2 separate regions of the Hordeum vulgare genome follow, and region 1 is linked to region 2. The links are chromatin contacts, called in public Hi-C maps. All regions are on one chromosome and are shown on one strand. The core of a region is the stretch at or near the end of the contact, and the rest is flanking DNA. Distances in the headings are between cores, read along the strand shown.

What was found. Hi-C and Micro-C count contacts between places; a contact is called where the count stands out from the background.
Region 1: a contact with region 2 is called in a Hi-C map of seedling, with 3 times the contacts expected there. The contact joins the promoter of LOC123427618 here to the promoter of LOC123427615 in region 2. A contact is called at or near these places in 2 of 6 Hi-C or Micro-C datasets (leaf and seedling) and 1 of 1 datasets of contacts at active chromatin or transcription factors (embryo).

Annotation. Positions count from the first base shown.
Region 1 is chr2H:601,386,746-601,392,898 of MorexV3_pseudomolecules_assembly, reverse strand. It overlaps LOC123427618, which reads right to left and starts at 2,345. Exons shown (of 5, transcript XM_045111697.1): 1 at 2,096-2,345; 2 at 935-987; 3 at 723-827. The coding sequence starts at 937.
Region 2 is chr2H:600,997,630-601,003,795 of MorexV3_pseudomolecules_assembly, reverse strand. It overlaps LOC123427615, which reads right to left and starts at 2,234. Exons shown (of 1, transcript XM_045111695.1): 1 at 552-2,234. The coding sequence starts at 2,067. The coding sequence ends at 685. It overlaps LOC123427616 (a long non-coding RNA gene), which reads right to left and starts at 2,486. Exons shown (of 2, transcript XR_006622415.1): 1 at 2,228-2,486. LOC123430716 reads right to left here and starts at 4,756. Exons shown (of 1, transcript XM_045114563.1): 1 at 4,478-4,756. The coding sequence starts at 4,756. The coding sequence ends at 4,478.

The DNA of each region.
Region 1 (6,153 bases), core at 1,096-3,595, 390 kb before region 2:
GGCATCAGAAAGGAAACATAAACGCACCGAGTAGAATAATTCGAGTAAATTCCACTTTGACCACCCCCCGTAGTCACCACAAGAGGCATCAGAAAGGAAACATAAACGCACCAAGTTGAATGGTTCGAGTAAATTCCACTTTGACCAACCCCCGTAGTCACCACTTTGTGGCAGCATTTACCCTATTTAAAAAAACCTTACCACATGTAACTCCTTACTTGTGATCTTGTAATTACCCCATTTTTATTTATTTTACTCAAACTGACAAGGTGAACCCATGTGTCAGGATGATGTGGCAGCTGACTAGTCAGAAACTCGGGCATGTATGTTCCACAGGGGTATACAATGTGGTGAGGGAGCAGCACGGTGCAGCTAGTTGAAACCTATTCGCCAAAGTGGACACAATTCCATAGTGCTTAGCTTAATTTGATGAAATTTGAGAGATTTGACATAATTTGATGCGATCCTAATGAGTTTGTGTCCTAGTTGTCTGTCCACACAGCTATTATGCCATCCTAACAAGTGGATCTAACTTATCCGCTTGGTAAAATAGTAAAATAGAGTAAAAGTTGTCGCAATATCACAAATAAGTGGTAGCAGGATTTTAAGTTTTTAACAGGGTAAAAGCTTTTACAATTTCACGAGTTCACGACTAGCTAGTAAAAACTGGAATTTACTACTCGAAATATTTCCACAATTTAACCAAGGGAAACATACTGCACCTTGTCCCTCCTGACCCTAGATCCAGGCCGAGTCTTTCTAGGCCTGTACTCTATCAGCCAGCCATCAGGTAACTCCTCTCCGGCAGGCTCTCTTTTGGTATCAACCTAAGCAGGTAAGCAAGAAGTAGGAGTTAAGCAACCTTGCGAAATATTACTAATAGTTACTGTATTTATATCCTAAAAAGGAAATTAATAATTTGAGGTTTCCATACCATGATCCCGTGTGGGCAGTGCAGGACACGGTATCCTGTCAGGCTAAAAGATCCTAAATCATGCAAGGAAATGGTAAGCATCTGGATGAAGCACATCAACACATGGAGCTGCCATAACATGCAGTCAAGCATTCATGTACTTTGCTGAAATAACAACAAATAAGCTGCCAGTCTGAAGCCGTCTGTGGGGAAAGCTGATGGGACAAGGCTTTTATGGGGGCACTAAAGAAAATGTCTTTTGCAGTGCATGAACTGAACCTGTTCAAATCCACTCCTGAACCAGATACCTCAGTTGAGCTACTAACAGAACTTGCTAATCCCAGGTCCTTGATAAAAGGATGTAGCCACACAAACTCAAGAGTGCAGCAGCTAAAAGGGTTGTAGTAGTATCCTTGTTTTAACCAGGAGCACTAGTCGTATTTTCTACTAAGATGCTGATGACTATGGTGATCTGTGGATTGCGCCCCATGTCCCAAGTCCAATTGCTGCTACCTCTGTTGAATAAAATCTCTCTTTGTTTCGCGAAGAAAGAAGAATAAAATCCATTTTTGACCACACACACGCACATGCACCGGAGATAGCACAAGCCTCAAGCTCAGCAAAGCTAACCGATCTAGGAACTCTTGCTGGGGAGATTAGCAAGCAGCTCAAGGTCCCGGCACAAAGCGCTGACCACGAGAAAATCATGAAGAGAGGGAAGGGGGGAGCAAAGAGCTGAGCGATACCAGTAGTACTAGTTATCTTATTCTACTTTGCACTGGAAAGGATGGCGTTTCTGTCTCTGGATTCTTTAACGAGGGGAGACGCAAACGATTTACTGATCGTAATCACACGGAAACCACGAGGGTGTCGCAGCAGGGTCCCGGAATCCAGATCCAAAACCTCACGCAAATCACCACGAGTAGTATTTAATTCTACCAAGCCAAGCAGCACGGCAGCAAGCGCAGAAAACCTCGGCGTGTTGGCATGCTGCTACCTGGAACAACAAGAACACGCGCATGCTCTTGGCACGCAATCGTAGCCGGAACGCTGGCCTCCCCGTAGAGCACGGGGGATCCATCGAGGAAAGAGAAAATCAGCAAGGAAAAGAAGAAGAAGGAGCGAATCCGGCAAAAAACGAGGAGGAGGCCGAGCAGAGCAGAGCAGAGCAGGAGCACTGACCTTATCACCGGCCAAGGCTACGGTGAGGCGGCCATGGATGGGGTCCGCGCACGCAGAGGCCAGGTGGTCGGGGAGAGGAGAAGGGGGAGAGCCTGGACCGGGAGGGAAGAATGACAGCGGGAGGAGGAAGACCAGGAGCACGACGCACTGGGAGTCGGGAGGAGTAGGAGCCGGAGGAGGACAGCAAAGGAGGCGCCCCCCTGCCCTTTGTTTCTTTGTTTGTTTTACCGGCCCGATCTGACAGATGCCGCGCGCGGGAGGCTCTCCTCCCCGTCGTCTCGTGATTCCGTGAGGTGAAGGCGACGCTCGCTCATGCGTGGACTGTGACAGTGTCGCCCAACTGTCCGCTCTCTCGGGCTGCTCGGTGTGGGTGTGGGTGTGGGTGTGGATAATGATGGCGTCCATCCTCGCGCTCGCGCCACGGCCGCTACTGGACAAGGCGCGGGAAGGGAAGGGAAGTCGTCGTGTGACCTGTGATGGCTGATGGAATGGAATGGAGGTGATGGAGGTGGAGCCATTTCTTCCTTTCTTCGCTCCCCTGCTCACTCGCTGTCCTTCATTTGATTGTTGACTTGCTGGCCGGGCGGTTTTTACTGCCCGCGTAAACGAGGCATGTGTCGACACACAAGGTGTCCTTTTCTTTCTTTTTTGGCGGGAATTTCTTGTGCTTCTAGCTGCATGGGTGCATGGCATGGCTTCACTGTTGGCATTTACTAAGAATTAGTGGTAGTATGCATCATCCTCTCCTCTGCTTTCCTTTAACAATGCAGGTCTAAGGCGTCTAGGCGGTCTAGCTGACCGACTGGCCGGAGCGAGCTTTGTCGTGCCTGCGCGTGAGCCGTGGCCGGCCTCCGATGCCCACACAATTATTGGCGTCTCTGAACCCTCGCAAGACATCGAGGTGGCGCCTGCATTCTGCATCCATCCATGAGCGCGGATGACAAAGGATCACCGTCATCACCATCATCATCATCATCGTCACACGAATCACTAAATCTGGCCAGACGAATGAGATCCTTGACTCGGAGCCACCGAAAGGATCCGAGAGAGAGATAAGATGGGCAGCAGCAGGAAGGAATCCTATTCCCTCGCCTCACCCGTAACGTAATCCAAGCTAGCTACTAGCTGCATCGATCACAGCATTCAGATACAGTGATACGGCTGATGCATGAGAGATCACGTAATTAGCAGCAGCGTGTTTACGCTTTGAATTAGCACTGGCACTGAGCCAGGCCACGGCCAGGGCCACGTGCTACCACGCCTTTTCCCTGTTGTGCGTCGAGCCGAGCGCCTCAAGAGACGTGGGCTGGACCGCGCGCTAGGCCGGTTGCTGCTGCAGCTGCAGCTGCAGATTCAAGGGGCAGAAGAAATATACAGCACGAAGATCCGGTTATGAAAAACTGCATGCATGCAGCGTCTCCCACCCAAACCCCGATCCCCCTGCTCGTCTCGGTGAATGAATAGCCAGGACGGGCACGGCGCCGTACCTCTCTGGCTGCAGTCGAGTCGACGGTGTCCTCTCCTCGTCCGTCCCAGCCTACGCATTCATGTCGGCGACGAGATTCACGGCGCCGTCGACGGGCGACATGTCATGTCAGGGGGAGGAGCGATTAGGAATGGCAGCAAGACCAAGGAATGGACGCAGACTGGCCTCTTCTGACGAGTGATGCATGGAGCTGATTCTATTCTAATCTCACGCACTGCAAGGGGGCGCCGCTCGCGAGTGCCGCGTCTCCGCTTCCCTCGCCTCTTCCAACGCCAGATCTGTTGACTGTTTCGAATTACACACTGCCTTCTTTTCTCTCTCAAGACAAGGCTTATATATATTCACCTCTTCTTTTTTGAGAAATGGATTATATTTACTGCCCTTTTTTTTTAGAAACACATTTACTGCCTTTTATTGAGAGAGAGAGAGAGAGAGAACGTTTAACTTGCCTGAATTGCCCATGAGGCCTAATGGCTCATACTGCATGCCTGCTACCTGGCCCATGAGGCCCAGTGATTCACAGGTCAGAAATCAGCTCAATATTTTACATCTGCTTCGAAACTGTTTCTAAAAAATGGTTCGAAAATCCCGTTCAAAGGCAAGCTCCATGGAGGTCAGTTTTGAAATATTTCAAAATCCATATTTTTACATTTCAATTAATTTTGAGATAACGTATAGATATGCATGGAGACATAATGCACAAGTGCGTAAATTTTTAGAACGAAATACGTTGAAATTAGGGTTATGCAAAAAAAAAAAACTTTTTAACGCATGATAATATGCATCCTACCAGGCTATGAATTTATCTTTTCTGTCTAGATCATATTTCAAAGTATTTCATCCTGAATTTTTACACACATACACATAACATCCTTGTTTACTTGTATAATACTATTATTTATTTAGATTTTTCTAAAACTGAAAAGTTTGAATTTTGATTTTTTTTCAAATAATTCAGCCTCCACCAAGAGCCAAATCGCCACACTCCATCTGGTTCATAAATAAAAGTATATAGCAGGAGAGGGTCGTCACTTTTTTGAGCATACGACATGAGTGATTCAAATTTTACTATGAGAAGAGAGCTTAGGACATCTCCAAAGCTAGTCACTATTTCCCTTCTCCAAATATATTTTTTATTTGAACTGTGTTCATTGACAAGATATCAGAGCTTGCCATCTAACACTGCCCGCATACATTTTAACAACTAATTGAACTAACAAGAAAAAAATTCATGCCAACACGACGTATTTTCAAATAAATCATAAGAGATTCATGAAAAAGTGACGGGTTTCATATAAACATGACGAAATTCATTACATTTCGGACACACTTCAACTAAAAGCGGAACTCATTCAATTCCGCCTGACGCTGGCGATACCATCAGTGGTCGAGGCGGATCTCGCGGGCAGAGTGGTAGGACTCGAGGAGTGTCACCTCCCTGGCCACGTCTACGTCTCGCACAATCGCCTTGCCATCGTCGAGGTGTTGTTCCGTTTGCCGATGCTCCTCAAGGGCTAAAGGTTGTAGGCCGCGTCGGCCAGCGCCTCCTAGAACTGCACCACACCCATAAAATGGGTATGAGCCTCGCCGATGCTGAGGGTGCAATGCACCGGCGAGCGTGGCGACGGCTAGTCATCGGATGTGTCCTCCATTGGGACATCATCGGCCATTGGCTACATGCCAGCCTGTCAACCGTCAGTAATGGTATCCATCTCCTTCTTCCGTTCCAGCGTGAGCCCATCCCATAGAGCTCTAGAACGCGAGGAGGCCATGTTTGGAATGGTGCGGAGAGGAGAAAGAGACTGGAGGAGGAGGAGTGCCAAATATGACCGAGGCTGGAGTTTATATAGCAGGGCTGAATGGGTACGATGGGTGTCAAAGGGACGAACTGGTGGCCTCAGAGTAAGTTCCTCCGCAACTATGTGTCATTAATGTGTGCGACAGAGGGACGGGCAGGTCGTTTGAACGTGAGGTACACAAAAGCTCAATAATAGGCACACTTGTCCTTTTGGTCATTGGGTAAGAGACATGCCAGTTCACGTCAATTGCGAATCAAGGAGGTTCAACTTTGGTGGCAAACAATTCAAGTGACTTGTCTTCCGATTGGGCAAATTTTTTCTTGTACATATCCCATTGCAAGTCAGAGGTGATAGGCATACTTTTCAAGGGAGATTTGGCTCCAACTCCAACATCATACTTTCCTATTAACTAAACAACATCCACTCTAAGACACATCTTAGTTCTGCAAAAACCTCATCATAGCTAGGGCTTGTATCAAAAACCATTGTTTCCTCACCCTTGCCGGCATTGTTACTCAAGAATGCCTCCTTGTCCATAAAATGAACATTAACAAGTCTCGCCATCTAAAAACAACATGAATAAATTAACGCATCAATGACAATTTTTGGTTATCTAAAAACAATCCATTATACCCAAATTATATCAACACCGAATTATTAATGATGTCTAAAAATGTCAGTAATTAAGATACACTAAGCAAAGTTTATCCTAAACACTAACTAACCATAACCCCCAATCTTTCTACTCATAAAGCAAATATTTATAGTACACC
Region 2 (6,166 bases), core at 985-3,484:
AACAGATGATCAATTAGTATAACAATTAACTGAAGCATTAAGACTGTTGACAACTTACATGCTTTTAGCCTTACAGATGGATAAAAACAACCTCTACTAGTGTCAACCGAAGACGACCAAAAAGAAAGCTTCAGTTGCTGGGTATATTTCTTTGTGCAACATCTGCAGACTAATACAGTGATCATTTCTACTAGATGTTCTCTTTGGCTTATTTTTTAAGTGTACTTACATGTTGTAGCCTCAACTTGCAGGCATCACCGATCCAAGTTTGGTTGTGTTAGCCAGATTGGGCTAGCACTGTGCTTGTGTTAGATCATGGCATGCCAACTCAGGTCATATTTTGGCCAATTCACAGCCAAACAACCAGCAGACAAAGACTGTTCCATAGTTGCCATGTCAAAGTTAAACACATTGCTCAAATCAATAATGAGATATACAATATATATAATTCACGATATCGATGAAATTACAGTGAGGCACTGATAAACACATGGCAGTTGTAGTTACTCGTGAACAATTTTCCACAGCACAATTCCACACGAAAAACAACATCACAGAAACTTTAAGTTCTACTGAACTATAAATAGAACGGTCGGAATGAAAACAGGAGGAATTTACACATGTTATCCCAGTGCATTATTCTGCGTTGATTCCAGCACCCACGATCTATTGGGAATCATACCATTAAATCCTACATGATGTATGTACATGTTCTTTGGAAATTGTCTGACTTAATCTGCCCTCATCTTGCCTCAAATACCCAACCACCTCGTACAACACAGGCTTGTTATACGTGCAAGGACTAACCTTCCCCCAGCTGCAGAGGAATCCACTACACCAGCTACTACTACAGCGATGCATCGGAAACCTGCAGATGCCCCTGACAGGCTCCATTTCCTTGCCTTTGAGATCGACCAACGCCTTTTCCTTACTCTTGAGATCAATGGTGAAGAAAGTACCGCCTTGCTCGACGAGCATGGCACCTCTCGTCTCCGCGAAGAAGACAAGGTTTATTTTATCACCGCTTCCTAGATTTATCAGGTCAGAGCGCAACCACCCTCCTGCACCGGCCTCGCCGCCATGATCATTGTCTTGCTTGGCCCAAAGCTCTAGCACACCATCTTCTCGTATGATCACAAAAGAAAGCTTTCTTTCTCGGGTGACACATGGAAACGGCACTCGCCGCCGCTGCTCGCCCTCGTGGACGTTGATGGGGATCTTGGTCAGAGAGACATGTGCCGTGGCGACATTCACATTGAGTGTGTAGAAGCTTCTCTGGTCTGTGAACAGCCAGTGCACGGTGCCGCAGGTGACGACGCCGGCACACGGTCCACACCTCACGAGGTGTGAAACCTGGTGGCACTCGATGGGTGTGCTCCAAGTGTCCGTGGCAGAGGAGTAGGTATAGACATACATGACTCTGTTGGCGGCTGAGTAAGTCAAGACGACTTGAAACGACGGTTGCCGTCGTTGCTGATCCAAATCATCAATGGCACGGTGGTCCTCATCGGTGAGAAGAGCAAACCCAGTTAGGCGGTGCCCGATGATGAATTCACGGTTTGCAGGCGGTGGGAGCAGATGCCTACCCTGCTTATCGATCAGAGGGCGGCAGACCGCAAGATGGAGCTTCTCACGTGGTTGGCTGTCGATCGGGATAGGCAGCAAGGTACCCACGAGGAGAAGGCCACGGCGCGATGCCAGTGGCATTGCAAAGTTGAAGAGCCCATCGTTGTTGGAGACGAAAGAGTCGAAGGTAAGATGGGCGCCGCCGGCCTGAAGGCTCAAGAATTGGGGAGGACTGTCGGGTATCCTTGCCAGGGGCTGAATCGCGCTGGGCGGTACCACGTTCTGGTAGAAGATGCCGACGAGGACCGAGGGGCGGGGCGCTGTCTCCGGCCAGAGGCCGACGCGTCGGAGGAAGACCGGGTCGGTGATGAGGCAGAGCCACTGCTTGCACGTGGCTGCGCAGCGGAGGAGGTCCTGGACGCCCGGCAAGCGCTCGAAGACGAGGAGGAGGAGGTCGTCCAGGAGTTCGCCGGCGGCGTCCACGCGTGCGGCCTTGGCCATCCGAGGTCACTTGCACCCAGGACCTCCTCCGCTGGAGGGGTCTGGCGGCGCGACACCTCGGCACGGCGGGGGACGAGGTCGTCGCGGGGGGTGGTCAACGCCGCGGCGGAAGGTGGGAGCGGCGGATCTGATATGGAGGAGGAGATGGGTGGCGGCGAACCTGGGTCGGTTATGAGCGCGGCCGGAGTTGGTAGGAGCTGCTCGGGGATGGGGAGAGGGAGGAAGGGCGCGGCGGCGGCGATCGGCCTTGGATGCCTCGGGGTCGTCGGGTCTCGATGGAGTAGGTGGCGAGATGGATGGGGGTTGGGGGCACGGAGCCGAACCCTACAAGGGTGTGTTTGCTAGCCTGCAAAGGGTGTACCACTGCACCAGCAGTTTGCTTTTCGATCCATTTTTATCTGTTTGCAGGATCGGTTTTAAAATTTTACGGGCCCGGGGCAAAAAAGAAAAAAAGACAAGGCCTTTTTATTAGCATACTAAATAAATTATTTGGGCATTGCAATGACGATACTAATTATCTTGCAAAATATGGCCTCAGTAAAACGTGGGTCAGCTAGGCGGTTTTAAGAAAAAAATGTGAAAAAACCAAATATAAAAGATAAAATGAAAATAAGGAGGAGGCATAAGGAGGTTGGACTAAGGACAAATTTAAAACCGGACATTTCATTCTTTATAAATAGTAGAGATGTTAATAAGTTAATACTCCATTCGTTCCGAAATATAAGACCTTTTAGAATTTTGATTATAGACTACATACGAAATAAAATGAGTGAATCTACACTCTAAAATATGACTACATACATCCGTATGTAGTATATAGTGAAATCTCTAAAAGGTCTTATATTTAGAAACGGAGGGAGTAATACATTGAAAAGGTTCAAGTGTTTTTTTATAAAATCAATGAAAAAATATCAAAGATGGTAGAGAGATAAACAAAACCAAGAGAGACCATAGAAAGGTTAGACGAAGGACAAACATAACACATAACCTTCATTCTTTTTACATATAGAGATGGATGAAATGATAAGTACATCAAATGTTTTCTTGATATATGAAATGTTACAAAACCCATTTGTAGTATTACCTTAGAACTTTCTTTAAACATTCTGCAATGTCAACATTGACTTCTATATGGTCATCATCTCTTGATTTGCCTTAGTTTGCTCATCCACAACTATCTCTATGATGCTATCAACTCATCTAATCTTTTTTTCATCGCTTTTTTTCTCGCCACAGGATATATCAGATCTAAAATTTTAAAGAGACAAGTACTAATTAAAAACTTAACACAAGGTCGTATGGCAAAATTATAAGAAAGAACATAAGACAAAATCACTAAGACATAGGGGCTGTTTGGTTTCCAGCCTAAGGTTGCCACGCCTAACCATAGTCATGCCACAATACCTTAGGCATGCGTTTGGTTCATTGCCACACTTGTGGCTTGTCACATTTTTCTAGTTATATGGTTCACATATCATACACTTAATTTTTTGCCAAATCTTATCACACTTGTGGTGTTCATTTTATTAGCCATACTTTTTATGGCAGCCACACTTTACCTAAGATTAATTGTGACAAAGTTAATCATGAACCAAACAGGCCTATAATAGGCTACCTTATTTGAAATCAACGATTGTGTGGATGGCCAGGACCGAGATACCATGTGAACGATAGGCATTCTGCTTCCGCTGGTGGCCGCGGCCAGCGCTCGGCGCTCGGTGGCTCAGGCGACTTTACAAATCGTGATTAGTGGAGATAGAGATGAGGGACCCAAGGCAATTCACACGCAAACCTAGATCCATTGGAGGGTTATAAAGTACGTGTATAGGATGCCAAAGCACATATTTTTGCGATTTCAGTTAGCCCAGTTTGCATTTTTTTTCCGCCTCACCCAGCAAGGCCCAGATTACTTAGCGTACCTAAACTTGGTTAGGTAGGAGAGGGCCCCATGATATTGGAGGCCCGGGGCGGCCGCCCCCCGCCCCCTAGGGCCGGCCCTGTCTGTTTGGATGTTGTATGAGCTCTATTTAGCATGATTCATCTAATGCAAAAAGGCCCTATAGCATGGCTTCCGAGCGAACGGACGATCAGGTGTTCGCTGCTCAGCGTGGCTCCTAAGACCCATCCCACCTGTTCCTCCTCGACCTACCAGTCCCGAACGATCTCTCCACCCCCACGAAAAGTTGATCCAATCCCAACCTCTCGTCCCTCTCCTTGTTCCCGCGACGCGCCGTCACACCTGTTCCCGCGACGCGGCGCTGTTATGCTTGCCCTCTCGTCGTTCGCCTCGCCTGTTCCCATGACGCGCCGCCGCCCTGTTCGGCGCTTCTGCGCGCGCTCCGGGAATGGAGGCTGACAGAGCTACAGCTGCTGCTGCTAGTGCGCGCAAGAGCCCCCAACAAGTTGGGCTTCAGGAGGAGGAGGATGGGGGTAGGGCGGGGTTGGCGTGGCGGGCTAGGAGGTCATCGTAGTGGTCGCGGCGGCCGACAACCTGGCTGATCTTGGGGTCCGAGGAGAGCTGGGAATTGAAGCGGTCAAAGGTCCACAAGCCGTAGGGGCGGAGCGGGAGCGCCCAGGCTGCCTTGGTGCGCTCGCACCGCTCCTTCATCAGGTAGACGTGCGCCCGCTGCTCCGGGTCCTCCATCAGCCAGAGGATTAGTTTCTTCGTGAACTCCATGATGAATCCCATGTCGGACAAGGTTGACATAGATGTAGCTGCTGCTGCTACTGCGCGCGAGAGCCCCCAAGAGTTGGGCTCCTGCCGCCACTACCGGAGCCGACCCTCCGACCGGCGCCCAACCCCAAGTGACAACCGGCCGATACTCCGACGGGCGGGAGGCCCCAATGAGCATTGCTGCAATAAATTCAGTTTGGTTAGGCACCACCGGAGGCTGCTGCTTCAGATTCGTCACTTTCAGTTTGATAGTGTGTTGATAAATTCATTGCTCGAATTGTGTTGAACTTAATTTATCATTGCTCAGATTGTGTTTGGACGGTTATGCTTTATTACTCGCATTATCGGTGGAGTGTTGAATTGTTGTTCGGTTATTGTGAATGCCATAAAAAATAAATTTGGCATCATACCTCAAAAACAGCCATATCGGCTACCAAACACAGTCTCAGTCCAACATGTATGTTCAGGTGCAAACTACCAAACAAATTCTCACCTCAGCATGTATCAACACATACATTACTACCAAACAACAACAAATGCATCTACTTAGCATGTTTACATAGACCATGTCTTAGATGGGAACAACCATGCTAAGTAGGGAATGCAACCAAAAACATTGTATCATGCACAAGTGAAGTCACATATGTACAATAAGCTCTGTTATAAAATGAACAAGGGATGTCAGGGGCTAGCACTGGCCATGAATAGTAGACTGAGTACTGTTCACGAATTCCTACATACGATCACTGTTCACAAACCCATGCGTTAGATCATGGTTTAAGAAAATCTAGGGAAAGGATGTCAGGGTACTGTAGCTTTCTCTGACTTCCTTCCCAATGTCAGAGGACCTGAATTCGGGGGGGGGGGCACAGGAGCCGGGGGAGACTCAATTACATAATCTATGTTTAAATTTGACTAGAAAATTCACTTTTGTGCTAATACTTTGAGCACCTAGGATTGTGATAAATCCGACCCCTTAGAGCAACTCTAGCAAACCCCGCATCCGCCCCCGGCCCGCAAAATAACCGCCAAAATGCGGGTCGGGGCGGAAAAACCTGCCCGATCAAACCCCGCATCCCGCCCCGGCCCGCAAAAAAATTTGGGGGGCGCGGCAAATTCCTGACCCCAACCTGGGAAAACGCGGGTTTCCCCCTCGCGGCTGCGGTGCCCTGCATCATAGAGAAGCAGTTGGCGGGAGGGACATTTAAGCCCGCGCTATTCCCCCCTTCCGCCGCCGCGCCGCCCTTGCTTCCGCCCGCCCGCCGCCGGCGATTCCGGCCATATCTGCAGGCGAGCCGCTGCACCGCCCCTCCGGATCCAGCGAGAAGAGCCCCCCCCCCCCCCGCCGCCGCCGCCGAGCGCACCCCCTCGTCGCCGCCCGGGATCACCCGCCGCCGGTTAGTCCCTTTTTTGTGATTTTTGCGA